Linked DNA regions of Sus scrofa: regions 1, 2 and 3 are each linked to region 4. A link is a contact called in public HiChIP or PLAC-seq data. All regions are on one chromosome and are shown on one strand. The core of a region is the stretch at or near the end of the contact, and the rest is flanking DNA. Distances in the headings are between cores, read along the strand shown. Region 1 holds the start of RPS6KA1 (ribosomal protein S6 kinase A1). Region 2 has its middle 20 kb from the start of RPS6KA1. Region 3 has its middle 67 kb from the start of ARID1A. Region 4 holds the start of PIGV (GPI mannosyltransferase 2).

The links. HiChIP or PLAC-seq counts read pairs in DNA pulled down with a chosen protein or histone mark.
Region 1: an H3K27ac HiChIP or PLAC-seq map of alveolar macrophages shows a contact between it and region 4. The contact joins the promoter of RPS6KA1 here to the promoter of PIGV in region 4. A contact is called at or near these places in 1 of 5 promoter capture datasets (fetal skeletal muscle), 1 of 47 Hi-C or Micro-C datasets (liver) and 2 of 2 datasets of contacts at active chromatin or transcription factors (alveolar macrophages and skeletal muscle).
Region 2: a contact with region 4 is called in an H3K27ac HiChIP or PLAC-seq map of alveolar macrophages. The contact joins the enhancer-like site here to the promoter of PIGV in region 4. A contact is called at or near these places in 2 of 5 promoter capture datasets (fetal liver and liver), 13 of 47 Hi-C or Micro-C datasets (alveolar macrophages, blood, embryonic fibroblasts and 8 more) and 2 of 2 datasets of contacts at active chromatin or transcription factors (alveolar macrophages and skeletal muscle).
Region 3: an H3K27ac HiChIP or PLAC-seq map of skeletal muscle shows a contact between it and region 4. The contact joins the enhancer-like site here to the promoter of PIGV in region 4. A contact is called at or near these places in 3 of 5 promoter capture datasets (fetal liver, fetal skeletal muscle and liver), 14 of 47 Hi-C or Micro-C datasets (alveolar macrophages, brain, embryonic fibroblasts and 7 more) and 2 of 2 datasets of contacts at active chromatin or transcription factors (alveolar macrophages and skeletal muscle).

The regions. Positions count from the first base shown.
Region 1 is chr6:83,903,600-83,906,929 of Sscrofa11.1, forward strand. RPS6KA1 (ribosomal protein S6 kinase A1) reads left to right here and starts at 1,525. Exons shown (of 22, transcript NM_001243214.1): 1 at 1,525-1,711. The coding sequence starts at 1,649.
Region 2 is chr6:83,883,281-83,886,799 of Sscrofa11.1, forward strand. No RefSeq gene overlaps it. Among named protein-coding and RNA genes, the nearest start is that of RPS6KA1, 20 kb to the right of the region's middle. Within about 2 kb of position 1,646, at least 74 of the 83 cell types and tissues checked have an H3K27ac peak or open chromatin away from gene starts, as enhancers often do. A contact at or near this core is called in alveolar macrophages, embryonic fibroblasts, fetal liver and 7 more, where this site is marked.
Region 3 is chr6:83,981,382-83,984,557 of Sscrofa11.1, forward strand. No RefSeq gene overlaps it. Among named protein-coding and RNA genes, the nearest start is that of ARID1A, 67 kb to the right of the region's middle. Within about 2 kb of position 1,255, at least 82 of the 83 cell types and tissues checked have an H3K27ac peak or open chromatin away from gene starts, as enhancers often do. A contact at or near this core is called in alveolar macrophages, brain, embryonic fibroblasts and 6 more, where this site is marked.
Region 4 is chr6:84,128,156-84,131,746 of Sscrofa11.1, forward strand. PIGV (GPI mannosyltransferase 2) reads left to right here and starts at 1,756. Exons shown (of 4, transcript XM_003356221.4): 1 at 1,756-1,858.

The DNA.
Region 1 (3,330 bases), core at 275-2,774, 220 kb before region 4:
TCTGTACACTGGAGATAGTAGTAGTACCTACCTCATAAGGTGGTTGTGAAGATTGAGTTGCAGGTAAAGTGCTTAGAACATCCTGGTCCACAGTAAGTACTATGTTAATGTTAGCTATAATTATTTATCTAATCACACTAGACTGAATGTAAACTCCATGAGAAGAGGGACTTTCTTTTGTTCATTGCTATATCCACAGCATCTATTTTTTATTTTTATTTTTGTCTTTTCTAGGGCCGCACCCACGGCATATGGAGGTTCCCAGGCTAGGGGCCTAATCGGAGCTGTAGCCACCAGCCTAAGCCAGAACCACAGCAACGTGGGGTCTGAGCCGTGTCTGCAAGCTACACCACAGCTCATGGCAACGTGGGATCCTTAACCCACTGAGCAAGGCCAGGATTGAACCCACAACATCATGGTTCCTTGTCGGTTTTGTTAACCACTGTGCCACCATGGGAACTCCATGGGAGCATCTTAATTTAGGAGAAATTCTCAAGCACTTTGATTTTTAAAAATCCTAATCTGTTCCCACCTGCTGCGTGACCCTGGGTAACTCATACCTTTCGGAGACTGTTTTATGATGTGTAAACTAGGTGGTGGTGAGGATCCAAGGAAATCACACATTGGTGAAACCTGGTTGAAAGAAGGCTTCTGTGAAACAGTCCTGCTTTAGAACAGCTTTTGTAAATGGCCATTCTTCCTCGCCCATGAAAAAAAACAAGCCCATCTCTCCAAGCCCCCACGTGTGAATAAATCTCAGCAAGCCTGGACCCCTAGCACCTCTTTCGGTGGAGGCTGAATCTCTCCAGGGAGACTCTCTCTCCCGGCCTTTTACTCCAAGGGCAGTCCAGTGTCAGTCAATCCTGGGAGCATGGTACCCACTCTCCTTAGAGGAGGCACAAGCCCAAATCAGCCAGAAGCTGGTCCTGCTTCTGGAGAAATTCTGTGTATTAAGACATCACTCTGGGTTCTGATGATGGGGAAACCTTACCTGGGGTTGGGGCGCTGGGATCCCCAGGGGATCTCAGTGTCGGCTTCCGTAAGGGGGATTGTCCTAGGGCCTCCTAATGAGGGCAGTAGGGCCCAGGCTCCTTTCCAGCCTCCGCCTGGGTCAGGGCCAGGTCATTTAGTGTGTCTGTGTGTGGGGGGAGGGGTTGGGAGGAGACGGGAACAGGGCAAACAGGGCGGCTGGAGGGAAAAGGAGCAATTCAAAACGAGCTGAGTCGAGGAGATTGGTGGCCCTGGAGAGGTCAGCGCGGAGGAAACCAGGTCTGAGAGGGAGAAGTCAAGCGGACCTCTCCCGGGCGGAGCAGAAGACCGACCCCGGGCTGGCGGTGGAGGCGGGGCCAGCACTCCCCTAGCAGAGGGGGCGGGGGGTCTGCGCTGGGAATGCCGCGCCGCGGGGGCTGGGGCGTGGCTTTACTGGCTCCGCCCCCGCGCAGGTAGCCAATGGGCGCGGCGGCGCCGGGTGACGGAGGGAGCCGAAGTGCGAGTGCCGCGGCGGCGGCTGTGGTGGACGGCCCAGCCTGAGTGCCGGGGTCTCTGCTGGGGCGAGGGGGCACGAGGGCTCAGAGCCGGGGACCCTGGTACCCGAGAGGCGGCGCAGCCGGCGCCGCCGGTGGAGCTCCGGCGGCCTGGCGGCGGCGCGATGCCTCTCGCTCAGCTCAAGGAGCCCTGGCCGCTCATGGAGCTGGTGCCGCTGGACCCGGAGGTGAGTGAGCTGGGCGGGAGAAGGGCGCTGGCGGCCGGCGAGCCCGGGTCCCTACAGGGGCGGGGCGGCCCGCGGCGCCGCCGGAGCCTGGCGGGCGCCTGCGAGGACGCGAGTGCCCTCCGATCTCTTGGCCCCTCTCCGGCTCCACCCCCTTATGTCCTGGGTGTGTGTGAGCGAGGGACAGTTCCGCCAAGTGCCGAGAAATCCCTTAGCGTGGAGAGGGGATCCCGCGGTGCGCTGAGATCTGGCCTCCCCTTACCTCTCCCTACACCTAGGACCTGTACCGGGAGGTGTGGGAGTTTCCTTCATTAGCCCAGGCGGCCAGCTCCGGGCTGCCAGATGTCTCGGATTCTACAAGAGACAAGGGTCGTAGGACCCCCCACTTCTCCTTGACATCGCGCATCGCCCTACCGGAAGATCTCCCAGCTTTTCCGCTGCTGACCCTAGAAGGATTGCCCCTTTGACCCTGGCAGTTGTGGAATTTGGGGTGACACGGCCCGTCTGGGGCAGAAACTCTTGGTTTTCTTTGCCCCAGGCTAGGGTCAGAGAACACCTGTGTCCCCTGCCCCGGGCTGTAGAGAAGAGAATGGGGAAAAGCCCTTAGTCCTTGTGACGACTATTCCTGGAGAGGGGGAGGACCTTGGTGGCTGCCGCTGCTTCTTGTCCCCCCCCCCCCAATAAGAAGGGTTGGGCCCCTGAGGAGTTTGGCCTCTGCCTGCCTAGCCTCTTCCAGAAGCAACTCCTTCCTGCCCTCTGAGGATTCTGAGATGATAGGCTCCAAACTTGCAAAAGGCCAGCTCTTCCTGTGCTCTTTGACCTCCAGGGTCAAGGTCAAGCCCCTGAACCAGCAGGTGGAGAAAACTTTCTCCTCAGCCTCATTCTGGGAAGTAGGTAGGTGATACTGCCTTTCCAGAGGAGATATGGGGATATGCGGAGGGGAGGGGGTATGGGGACCTCAGTGAGCCTGGGAGCCAAGGTGCTTTTCCCCTGGCTTCAGCTCATAGCCCCTGCTGAGTACACCTCCTTGGTACTTACCTGAGGCAACCACCAAGTGCCTTGCCTCTCAGGGCCACAGATTGAGATCAGAGTGAGGACCCCTGGTGTGCTGCCCCTTTAAAGGGATGGTCACTGCTGACACTGGCTATTGGAGGGTGGGCGCGGCAGGATTAGGTAACCAACCTGAAGGCCCAATTTGGAGTAAATTGCTCTGGGATCCCTGCCATAGGGTTTTTACAGGCCCTGCTCAGCTCAGAGGTTCTCTCGCTGACTCACCCTCTGAGGTGAGGAACACTGCCCTCTGCAGCCCCTATCCACACTGCACCAACCCCCGCCCCCCGACTGGGGCACAAGGGGCTGGGGGGGTTGCTCTGAGGTGGATTCCTTTGCCCTGGCACGCTCCTGCGACCTAGATCTCTCAGAGGAAGGTAGACTGGGAGAGGCCGGGGGGGACCTCAGCTGAGAACATACCGTGTGTTACACTAGCAGGGGAGGCGGACACTCAGGAGCTCAATTCCCAGTCCAGGGCACTACTTCCTGCTTCCCTTTGGGGAATCCTGAGGCAGGGGCCAGGTTTAAACAGGAAACTCAACTCAGTTTTAGCACTACTGCACCCAAACTCT
Region 2 (3,519 bases), core at 396-2,895, 240 kb before region 4:
GCTTTACCCTTAGTGAACTGCAAGTTCCCAGGCCAGGGATGGAACCCACAACACAGCAGCGACACAGGCTGCTGCAGTGACAACGCCAGATACTTAACCCACTGCACCACAAGGGAACTCCAAAAGTTACGTTATTTTCATGAGAATGGAGAACTATGAACATGAGAGGGCTTTCCCTACTTAATTATTCATCTTTATTAATCTCTCACATAGTAGATGCTTAGGAAAAGCTGGTTGATTGTTGGAGGACTTGCTGCCTTTGAGAGGGATCATTTTCATCCACAACTTGTATTCAGTAAGCAGGATGCTGGCGGATGCTGGGTGTCCACAAGAGTCCCAGACAGCTGAGCAGGATTGACAGCGACTGGATGAAGGCCTGGTGACCACTCCAACGCCACCACGGCAACCTCAATCCCATTCCTGGAACCTAACTTGGGAGGAAGAGAGCCTCTAAAGCCGGTATCCCCGAGGGATAGATAGCTGCCAGGACCTGGTCCCACGCCCCAGCCCTGTGGAGTCTCCAGGTGCCAGACAGGCGCTGCTCCTTGCGGCCACACGGTGGCAGTTTAGAGCCAAGCTCCGCGCCCTACCTAGGAGGTGCTACGGAGGCAGAGCCCCAACACCACACTCTTGCCAGGACTAGTCACGGCATTCAGGCAGAGAGAGCCATTGGACCTAATTTCACCACAGTCCCTCTGGCTGGACCCTCGATTCCCGATCCTAGGCCGGGGACTTACAGCTCACTTGACTAGTCCTCCGCCCCCCAATTGCTCCCGGGACCACCCCGCCCCGCCGCATGTCCCGCGCAGCACACCTGGCGGGTACTGGGACAGCCCTTGCTCAGATTCAGGCTCCGAGCCCTCCCGACCCAGACCGAGCGTCTAGTCCCACTCCCAAGAGTGCCCGCCGGGAGGGAAGGAGGTGGGCGTGGGCTCGATCTCTGTGGTCCTCGCTGCCCCGACGTCCGGCCTTCTCCAACCCTCTGCTTCCGCTTCCGGGCCTGCATCGCTTCTGAACTTCTCAGAACGCCGCGAACCCCCCCTCCCAATCCTTCAAAGGCAGATCCCAGGGGTTGATAGTAAGGCCAGGGACTGACTTCCAAGGGGTCACCTTGGGAGCTCTGAGAGGCTATCGGTCCCGCGCGGGCACGTGCCAGGGTGGGGCTTTAGGGCGGGGCCTAGGACGGGCGGAGTCTCCGGGCTTCGGTTCCCGCGGGCCAAGGAGGTACCCGAGGCGCGCGCGGGGTGCCGGGAGCACGAACTATGCGGAAATGGGGCGGGGTGGGGGAGGCTCAGAACAAGGAGTTTGGGGGCGCACCGGCGGTGGTTTGAGCGAGCGCGGGGCCAACTAGTGTTGGGAGATGAATGGGCTGGTCCTGGAGTTGGGCGGGGATTTGGGGCCTAAAAGCGAGAAGGGCCCAAGGGGGGAGGGGAGGAGGAGGCGGCAGGAACCCCGCCCACTTTCTGGGCTGGGTTCTTGGAACTGGCCAGGAAATCTTGGGACTCAATCTGGGGGCTAGATCTGTAGGCGATGGTTTTTATAGAGACGGCTGATGGGGGGCCCCCAGCCGGTTGTTATAGAGATAGCCATGGCACTCGTTTCCCCCACCTTCCAGGAACTGCTCACTTGTCCCCCAAGTGGTTGGGGGCTCAGCAGCTCCCTCCACTCGCTGCGGGGCGGCCCCACCCGGAGAACCTCAGCAAAGCCCTGCAGTGCCTGCAGAGCCCGCCCTCATCTTCAGTTTTAACAAGACTGGGGGAGAGAGGTGGTTTGGGGGCCTCAGGCCACAAACATCTAGAAAGAGCTCCAGGCCCGAGGGCCTTTTACCCCCTGCCCCTTACTTGGCTCCTGCAAACCTTACTCTACTTGCAGAGGTATTGGAAGTGTCCCCATGCATAGAAAAGAGGAGCAATTTGAACTGCCTCCTTTCCGTTGTAGTCTGCAAAAGAGTACCTAGGCACAGGAGGGCAGCCCAAACCGCTGAAGACAGGGTGCCCAGTTAGCCCTTCCTGCCCACCGGAGTAGTTGGTAGGAGCTCAAACGGTTTAACATAGGACTGAGGTTCACAGAATCAGAGTCCTTTGCTTTCTGATGCTGTTATGCCGTGGGCCCGGGAAACAAATGGGAACCACCCCACCCCACCCTCGCCACCGCTTTTCCCCTCTTCAGTGTTTTTCTTTTCTTTCTTTCCTCTTCAGTGTTTTTCTTTTCTTTCTTTCTTTCTTTCTTTCTTTCTTTCTTTCTTTCTTTCTTTCTTTCTTTCCTTTCTTTCTTCCTTTCTTCCTTTCTTTCTTCCTTTCTTTCTTCCTTTCTTCCTTCCTTTCTGCCTTTCTTCCTTTCTTCCTTCCTTTCTTTCTTCCTTCCTTTCTTCCTTTCTTCCTTCCTTTCTTTCCTTTCTTTCTTCCTTTCTTCCTTCCTTTCTTCCTTCCTTTCTTCCTTTCTTTCTTCCTTTCTTCCTTCCTTTCTTCCTTTCTTTCTTCCTTTCTTTCTTCCTTTCTTTCTTTCTTTCTTCCTTTCTTTCTTTCTTCCTTCCTTTCTTCCTTTCTTCCTTTCTTCCTTTCTTCCTTCCTTCCTTCCTTCCTTTCTTCCTTTCTTCCTTTCTTCCTTTCTTCCTTCCTTCCTTCCTTCCTTTCCTTTCCTTTCCTTTCCTTTCCTTTCCTTTCCTTTCTTTCCTTTCTTTCCTTTCTTCTCGGCCCCAACTGTGGCATATGGAGGTTCCCAGGCTAGGGGGTCAAATCGGAGTTGTAGCTGCCGGCCTACAGCACAGCCACAGCAACGCGGGGTCCATTCAGTGTTGTTTTTCTTTATGTGAAAGTAATTCATCTATCTCATTTATGTTCTTTTTGGGGGGGGGGTCACACCTACGACATGTGGAAGTTCCCTGGCCAGGGATTGAACCTCCACCACAGCAGCAACACAAGCCTTTGCAGTGACAACGCTGGGTACTTCATCAGCTGAAGCAACATGGGAACGCCTCATGTGTCTTATTTTTTTTAAATGTAAAACTTACAAAATTATGGATTTGGAGTTCTCGTCGTGGCTCAGTGGTTAAGGAACGTGACTATCCATGAGGAAGGGGTTCGATCCCTGGCCTTGCTCAGTGTGTTAAGGATCTGGCGTTGCCACTGACTGTGGTAGAGTTCAAGGATGTGGTGGACCCATAGCCTGGGAACTTCCATATTTGCGGGTGTGGCCCTAAAAAGACAAAAAAAAAAAAAGTATATATATATATATATATAGAGAGAGAGAGAGAGAGATTTGAAAGTTGAAAAACATTCACCTTCACCATTGAGATAGCTGTGGTTTTTCTCATTTATTTGTAACACTTACATATATAAGAATATATACATATATGTGTGTATGTATATATATGGGTCACACTACACATACTGTCTTGCAACTTGCTATATACTGTGGACATTTTTTTGGATTCCTCATTTTTAAAGAGTCCATGATATTCCAGAACATGGGTACCACATAATCCATTTAGTATTTTACTGATGAACATTTAATTTTACG
Region 3 (3,176 bases), core at 5-2,504, 150 kb before region 4:
TTCAAAGAAATTTTTCTTGTAATTCTGATAAATTTGTTTTCATCTTCATTTCTTAGTCTCTAGGGAAGCTGGGGTGAAAATAACCTGATTGGGTTGCATTTTGGGGAGAGATGGACTGTGAAGAATGGAATTGAAGGAGATCAGTTATACAGCTTAAGAGGCGTTGAAGGAACTGAGGCATGGGAAGTGTGTGATTGTTCAGCCCCAGAAAAAGGCCAGCTAGTGACACCCGGGATGAGGATTTTATCCGGCAGGGAATCAAGTAAGGCTGCGAGGGAGATAATAAGGTGTAATTATAGCAGTGCTGTTAGTGCCTGTTTATGGGGTCTGGCAGCAATTTGGTTGAACACCCCTCATTTTGAGAAATTTGTAATTTGGCAGTAAGAATTCTTGCCTTAAAATTTGGCACAAACCCTCACAGTTTAATATTGCAAAATCTGGGAAATGTTGAAATGTGGCTGCTATTCTAATTGAACTTTTTCAGGCTTTTTCGAATTGGTTTTTTTCCTGTTGGATTCAGAAACAAACGTCTTTTAAAAAGTTCACGAAGGTTTTTTTAAACCACAAACTCAAGTACGCTTACAAGCAGATGTACTGCTGTAAAAAACTCACGACTTACATCTTTGTGTACATACAGAGAGAGAAAAAAAAAAGCTTTCACTTGAAAAACCCGAGTTCCTCCTCTTGGTAGCCCTTTAAAAATTCCCCACAATCAGTATTTTGTTTAATTTCCTTTGAGTCAGAGCGGTACAACGTGGTGTAGCTCTTGGTTTTATCAACCGATTGCTTCCCTCAAGATTATTCACCGTTGTTTTAAAGTAGAAGGGAGGTCACCGAGCTGTAGGGAAATGTGGCCAACTCTGCCTGGGACCAAATTGGCCCAACGGGCTTCTCTAACGAAGTTTTCTGACAGGAAACCAGTCAGTTCTTATAAGCCTCGGCTCTGGTTCCCACGGCCAGGGCGGCTGCGGCGCCCCCCACGCCCCTCTCGGGGCCGGGCAGGACCGTGGGGTGCGGGGCGCTATGGGCAGCAGGGGGCAGCAGCGGGAACCCGTTGTTCTCCAGGCGGGGGGTGGGGGTGGGGGTGGGGGTGGGGCGGGAAGCCACCCCCCTCCTCGTTTCCGTACCCTCCCCTCCCCCTCTCGCGCCTTCCCTCCCCTCCCCGCCGGGAGGAGGGCGGGGGCGCGGAGCCTCCCCCGGGACAGGGGGCGTGTGCGCCCCCTCCGTTCCCCTCCCCCGGCCGGGCTCTCCTGGCTCCCCGAGGCGGGAGTTTCCAGGAAGAGCTCAGAGCGTGGCCGCACTACCGGGCGCACGGAGACGTCAAGTAGTCCCTCAGAGCGACGTGATTTGAGAATTCTAGCTGCCAGGGACTGTCGGAGTTGGAACTCCGAAAAGAGAGCGAATGTCTGCTTAGTCTGAGGAGCTCAGGGAAAGAGGTCCGAGCTCCCACTTTCCATTCTTGGAGAAAGATGTGGGAGGGGGAGGCGGAACGAGTTCCGGCGGAGGGCTCGGACGCGCCGGGTGGAGTGAAACGCCGCGCGGTCGAAGCGCTCACAGAGTTAAAGTGGGCGGGAAAACCCGGAGCGGACTCTCCCTGACACGCCCAGGACCTCCCGCCCCATTCTTCGTGGGGGAGGGGAACGAAAAGAGCAAAGGAGGGAAACGAGTTCCCTCTCCCTGCCTCCTAAATCCCCACTGAAGAAACAAGTGGTAACCCGCCTCCTCGAGAGACGCGCAGCAAGACTGCCAGGTCCCGGCGGGGAGGGGCCCCGTGGCTCCACCTCCTGTAACGTCCGCACCGTCGGCGCTAGGCGCGCGCTCAGAAGCCCAGGCCCGCGACCTGGAGGAGTTGGGCGCGCGCATGCGTGCGGTGGGCGCGCGCTTCCCGCCCCTTTCCTGAGCGCATTCGCTTCCCCCCTCCCCCCACGTTCCTCAGCCGCCACCTCAGAGTCTCCCCCGCACCCAGCCCTCTCTCCGGGGGAGGTGGCTTGTCTTGCCCATCCACTGACTAACCCCTTCACCCCAGCTTTGCCCCGCCTCCCCTGAGCTCTGGTACTAACTCCGCAGCTAGGGCTCGGCTTTCACATTCCCGCCTCCGCCTTCTGTCTCCCCTCCCTACCCTGAAGCACTTCCTGCAAACTGCCCTGTTCTCGCTCCTCTCGGCGCCGCCTCCTCCCTGTCCTAACTGGATGGCTGCTTTCACATTGGGGCTGCGGGTAGTAATTCCTGTACTCTTCCTCTCTACGGTAGCGATCGCCTGCTCCATTTTACAGAGGGGAAAGTTGAGGTCTAGAGCGCGGACAGGCTGGACTCTAAAGGCCCATCGAGTTGTTCCCAAAATCAGGCACCGTAACCGACACTGCAAGGAGTAACTCTCGACATCCTACAATTTAAACCACGTAGGAAAGCCAGTTCCCTCGTCTTTCTTTTGGGACCTTCAATCCTTCCGGAGACCACCCCAGCCCAGTTGGCAAACGCCATAGAAACAGTTTATCCCAAATCAACTGTGTAGCAATTACTAAATTAGAAGAAGGGCCAAGTCCAGATCTTAGCAGGCACAAGGAGCTTTTAGAGGTGATGCATTTATTTGTTCAATGCAAAGTTTTTTTAACACAACGTGTAATGTTTTCTCTTAGATTAGGTAATTCTCTTATTCCTCCTCCCATCTGAGAGCTGTCATTCTTTTGGTTTTGAAAACATTTTGACAATTTGTCCCCTCAAGTAAAAATGACAAAAAATTTACCATTTTATTTTAAATGATAACTTTTTTGTTAAAGCGGTTGGTTACTTATTCCTGAATTCCACACCTCAGTCCCCAAAATCATCTCTGCCCTGAGCTTCAGCTCTGGATTAAAGTTATCTCCAGTTGGTGAGAGGCTTGTAAAATATAGCAGAATATATATATATATTTTATTTTTTTAGGGCCACAACCACTGTATATGTAATTTCCCAGGTCAGGGTTCAAATCAGAGCTACAGCCGCTGGCCTACCCCACAGCAATGCAGGATTCGAGCTACCACCACAGCTCATGGCAATGCCAGATCCCTAACCCACTGAGTGAGGCAGGGATGGAACCCACATTCTAATGGATTCTAGTCCAGTTCATTAACTGCTGAGCCATGAAGGGAACTCTTTTTTTTTTTTTCTTCAATATCATAGAGAATCTTGGGGCACTG
Region 4 (3,591 bases), core at 506-3,005:
TCCCTGGCTCTCCCACAGTGCTGGCCGCTCAGCTGGTTCCCCGTGTAGATACAGGCTCCATTTTAGCTGCAGACTCTAAACGCAGACTGGAGTGAGCTGCCTCCTCCACTACTTACTCACAGCCTTGGAGGCCCAGAACCCCCCTCCCATCCCACCTAGTCTTCTTCCATTCTGATAAGCCAGAGCTTTCAGAGCAGAGATTCAGCTTCCTTGTTTTCCAGTCGGAGCAGGAGCCAGAAAATGAAACAGGAAACAGAGCGGAAGAGGAGGGGGTGGGTAGTTGAGAAGGAAAGGAAGGAGAAATTGCAAGAAAGTAGAGCTGAAGATCTGAAGGATGACAGCTGAGCTTTAGAAAACATTCTGACTTGTCAGAAGAGGCCCCTGTCCTTTTTACAAATAGATTTTTGAGGAAACTTGATGTGGACAGAGGGAACCTTAAGAATGCATGTCTTTCTCACAAAGGAAGGATAGTTCATTTCTCAATTTTGTTTCTGCAAACAGAGTGCTGCTTGGAGCCTCATAGACTTCTAGAGATTCAAGCCACAACCTTAGGCCCCAGTCAGCAGTGTGCCCCACAGCTTTGCTGATTCACTCACATGCCTCTGGAGCTTTTGAGAACAAGGTATGTCACCATAAAACCTGGGAGAAGAGTCTTTTAAACTCCATTTTACCCCTTCTCCTCCAACACACCAGGATGAAAATGTGATTTATCCACCTTAAACGCAACAAAACCTGAGGAAGTTTAGGTCTCAGGACCTAAAATGAGCAATAAAGAATCAAAAGATCCAGTCTCTGGCCCCCCAGAACTGCTGTGGGCTAGTTGTCATTGCTTGGAGAGATAGCAAACAGTTCTTTTGTTCCCACCCTATTAGCTGCTGCGGAAGATAAACCCCTCCCTCAGCCAGGGCTGTGGCCAGAAGCTAACACAGACCCTAGCTTCGTTTGGAGGGCAGATAACTGAAACCACAGAGGGCTTTGGAATCCTGAGAAATGAGAAATCCACCAACGGAGAAGGATTTATTATCTATTTCCTTTAAGGAGGGTGCAAAGTTGTTCTAACAGTTTCCGTTACAGGGGCACCAACTGGCCGCTCCTCCCTAACAGACAGTTTTGTTGAGTTAGCTGCTTCTTCTTTTTTTTTTTTCTTTTTTGGCCCCGCTTCCTACGAGAGAAACTGCTTGAAGGAGTCCCGGGGCGGTGTGGGGGGGTCCTCTAAAGTTTCCTTCACCATCCTCATTAGTCACCTGAGCTGGGGCTGAGGACCGAAGCAGGACAGGTCTTTAGTAGCTGGAGGAGGGGAAAGCCAGGGGGAACCCCCACTTTCTTCACAACCAGGACGCACGGTGCCGCTGCTGGCCACAGAAACCCCAAAAGGCTTCTTTTTCTATTCAAAGAAGAACAGCTATTGCTCCAGGCCCTGTGCTGACCTGTTGTTGCCGAACAGCAGGGAAAGTGCGGCTCGGGCTTCTGCGAAGAGGCCGCAGGGCAGCCCCCAACTCCGAGAGCCTCGGCCCACAGGGCAACTCAGTTGGTGTTTGCGGGGCGGAACTGGGCCAAGAGCATCGACTCTAAGCCAGCAGCCCCGACGGGCTAAATGAAGGCGGGGGAAGGGGCTTGAGGAGTTGGAATTCCTCAGGTGTCACCAAGGCAGGAAGGTGCCAATGCGGGGGTGGGGTGGGGGTGGGGTTGGCGCGGAACCGCGAGATCCTTCGTCCCCGCCCCACTCGCCCGGAGTCAACATGGCCGCCGCGGAGGGGGGCGGGGCAGCTCAGAATCCCGGCAGGAGCGGGGCGGGGCCGCCATCGGCGGAGCCAGTGCGCAGGCGCGACCGCTCGGGGCCCCGGATGGACGAGCTAAGGTTCGGGCCCCGCCTGGGAGGTTGAGAGCAGCGGGTGCCGGGGACCCGGCGCCAGCTTGGGAGCCTAGGAGTTCCAGGGGGAGGGAAGTTGTCAAACGGAGGCCGAGGGAAATGAGGCGGAGGCCGCGAGAAGCGAGGAGCCCCGCCCCTCCGCCATAGCGGCCTCCCAGTGCCGCCTCTTCCTTTACAGCCTGCAGCCCGCCCCTGCCTTCCGGCCCTAGGCCGGACCGGGCCCCACCGGTTCCCTCGGGAGTTAACCGCTGAGCCGTGTCCCCTTTGTGGAGAGGAGATGCCCAGTCCCTGGTTGGGACTACGTCCGAAAAGGAGAACGCGAGAACGGGCTTCGGACCCGGCTGGGCTTGGGAAAGATGGCCTCTGCCTCGCGGCAGCTAGCAAAACCTCTGGTCCTGAGGACCTTGGGTCAGAGCGACCTCCCTACCCCACAGAGGATGTTAATCTTATCCAGAGAAACTAGGGCTCCAATTCCACAGGTTTTCCTATCGGCCCAGATTGGGCCCTCCCTGCCTTGAGTACAAACAGCAAGAGCTTGCGCTGTCAGACAAGTACTGGGCTTGGAGACCCGGCTTGTAATCCAGTTTCTGGAAGACTGCAACCCTTTTGGCAGGAGTGAGGGCTGGTAGACTATGAGGTTTCAGAAGGGAAAAAAAGGAAAAGAAAAGACATTCTCTTTAAATATTGCTTTGGCTGTGCCACCTGACCCCAGCGAGCCTCAGTTTCCACATCCATAAAATGGCGATTGTAATTACACAGGCCTCATGGGGTGTAATGAGATCTCTGGTGGAAAAACTCTGGAGATTTTATTACCCTGGGCATATTTATCTCACAGGAAAACAGGGTAAAACTGGTTGCTCTCTAAGTGCCCTGCCAGTTCAGAATCTGTGATTTCGTTAGAGGGGTTGTTGGGAAGTGAGGCCCTCAATGAGCAGAGAGGGAGCTCACTGGTTTTATTTTCACTCGGTTTACCTGTAAGTTAAGGGTAGGCTGCACGTCTTCTGTTGTCGCTGGGTCTAGAGCTTGACTCTAGAGAGAGGAAAGGAAGAATGGAAGCCTGGTGAAGAGGCAGAGGTGGGTTACGTGCTCTTCTGTTCCCAACTCCTCTGCATGTGGGTGGGAAGTGAAAGAAGGGAAAAAGTGAATAAACGCTAGGATAGGCAACCAGCGGACGTGTGAGGCTGGCTGTGCCTGTTCCCGCGAATCCTTTCGATTCAGCGAGTCAGATATTGGAACTGTTGGGTAGATTCACAAACTACCGCTGCTCTCTGGGGATTTCAGAAGCTTGCTTTTGAACTGAATTTTGATGAGCAAACCCGTTTGGCGTTGGGAGCCCCTCCCTTCCTCCTGGCCTCCTGGTGATGGAGTAAGCAACAGGCGCCCCCTTGTGCTGAGGAAAGAGAACTGTTGCTCATGGCAGGTTTTTCTGGAGATATTGTATTATTTTCCTGTGGCTTTTGTGACTTCTGTCGTTTTGCTCTCAACGTGAGATATGGTGGGAGGAATACTCGGAGCAGTGATTTTTGTATCCGGAGCCAATGAACTGGTGAAGCTGTATCTAGTTCTTGCCAGCTCCACTCAGTCAGAACACAGGCTCAGAATGCCTGTTTGTAATGCTAGGCCCTGAGGGTATAGTTAGGAGCAAAATGGACAAAAGCCCCTGCCCTCATAAAACAACGTAAATAAGCAACAGCAATAAAGATGACCAGGCAGAGTGTAAC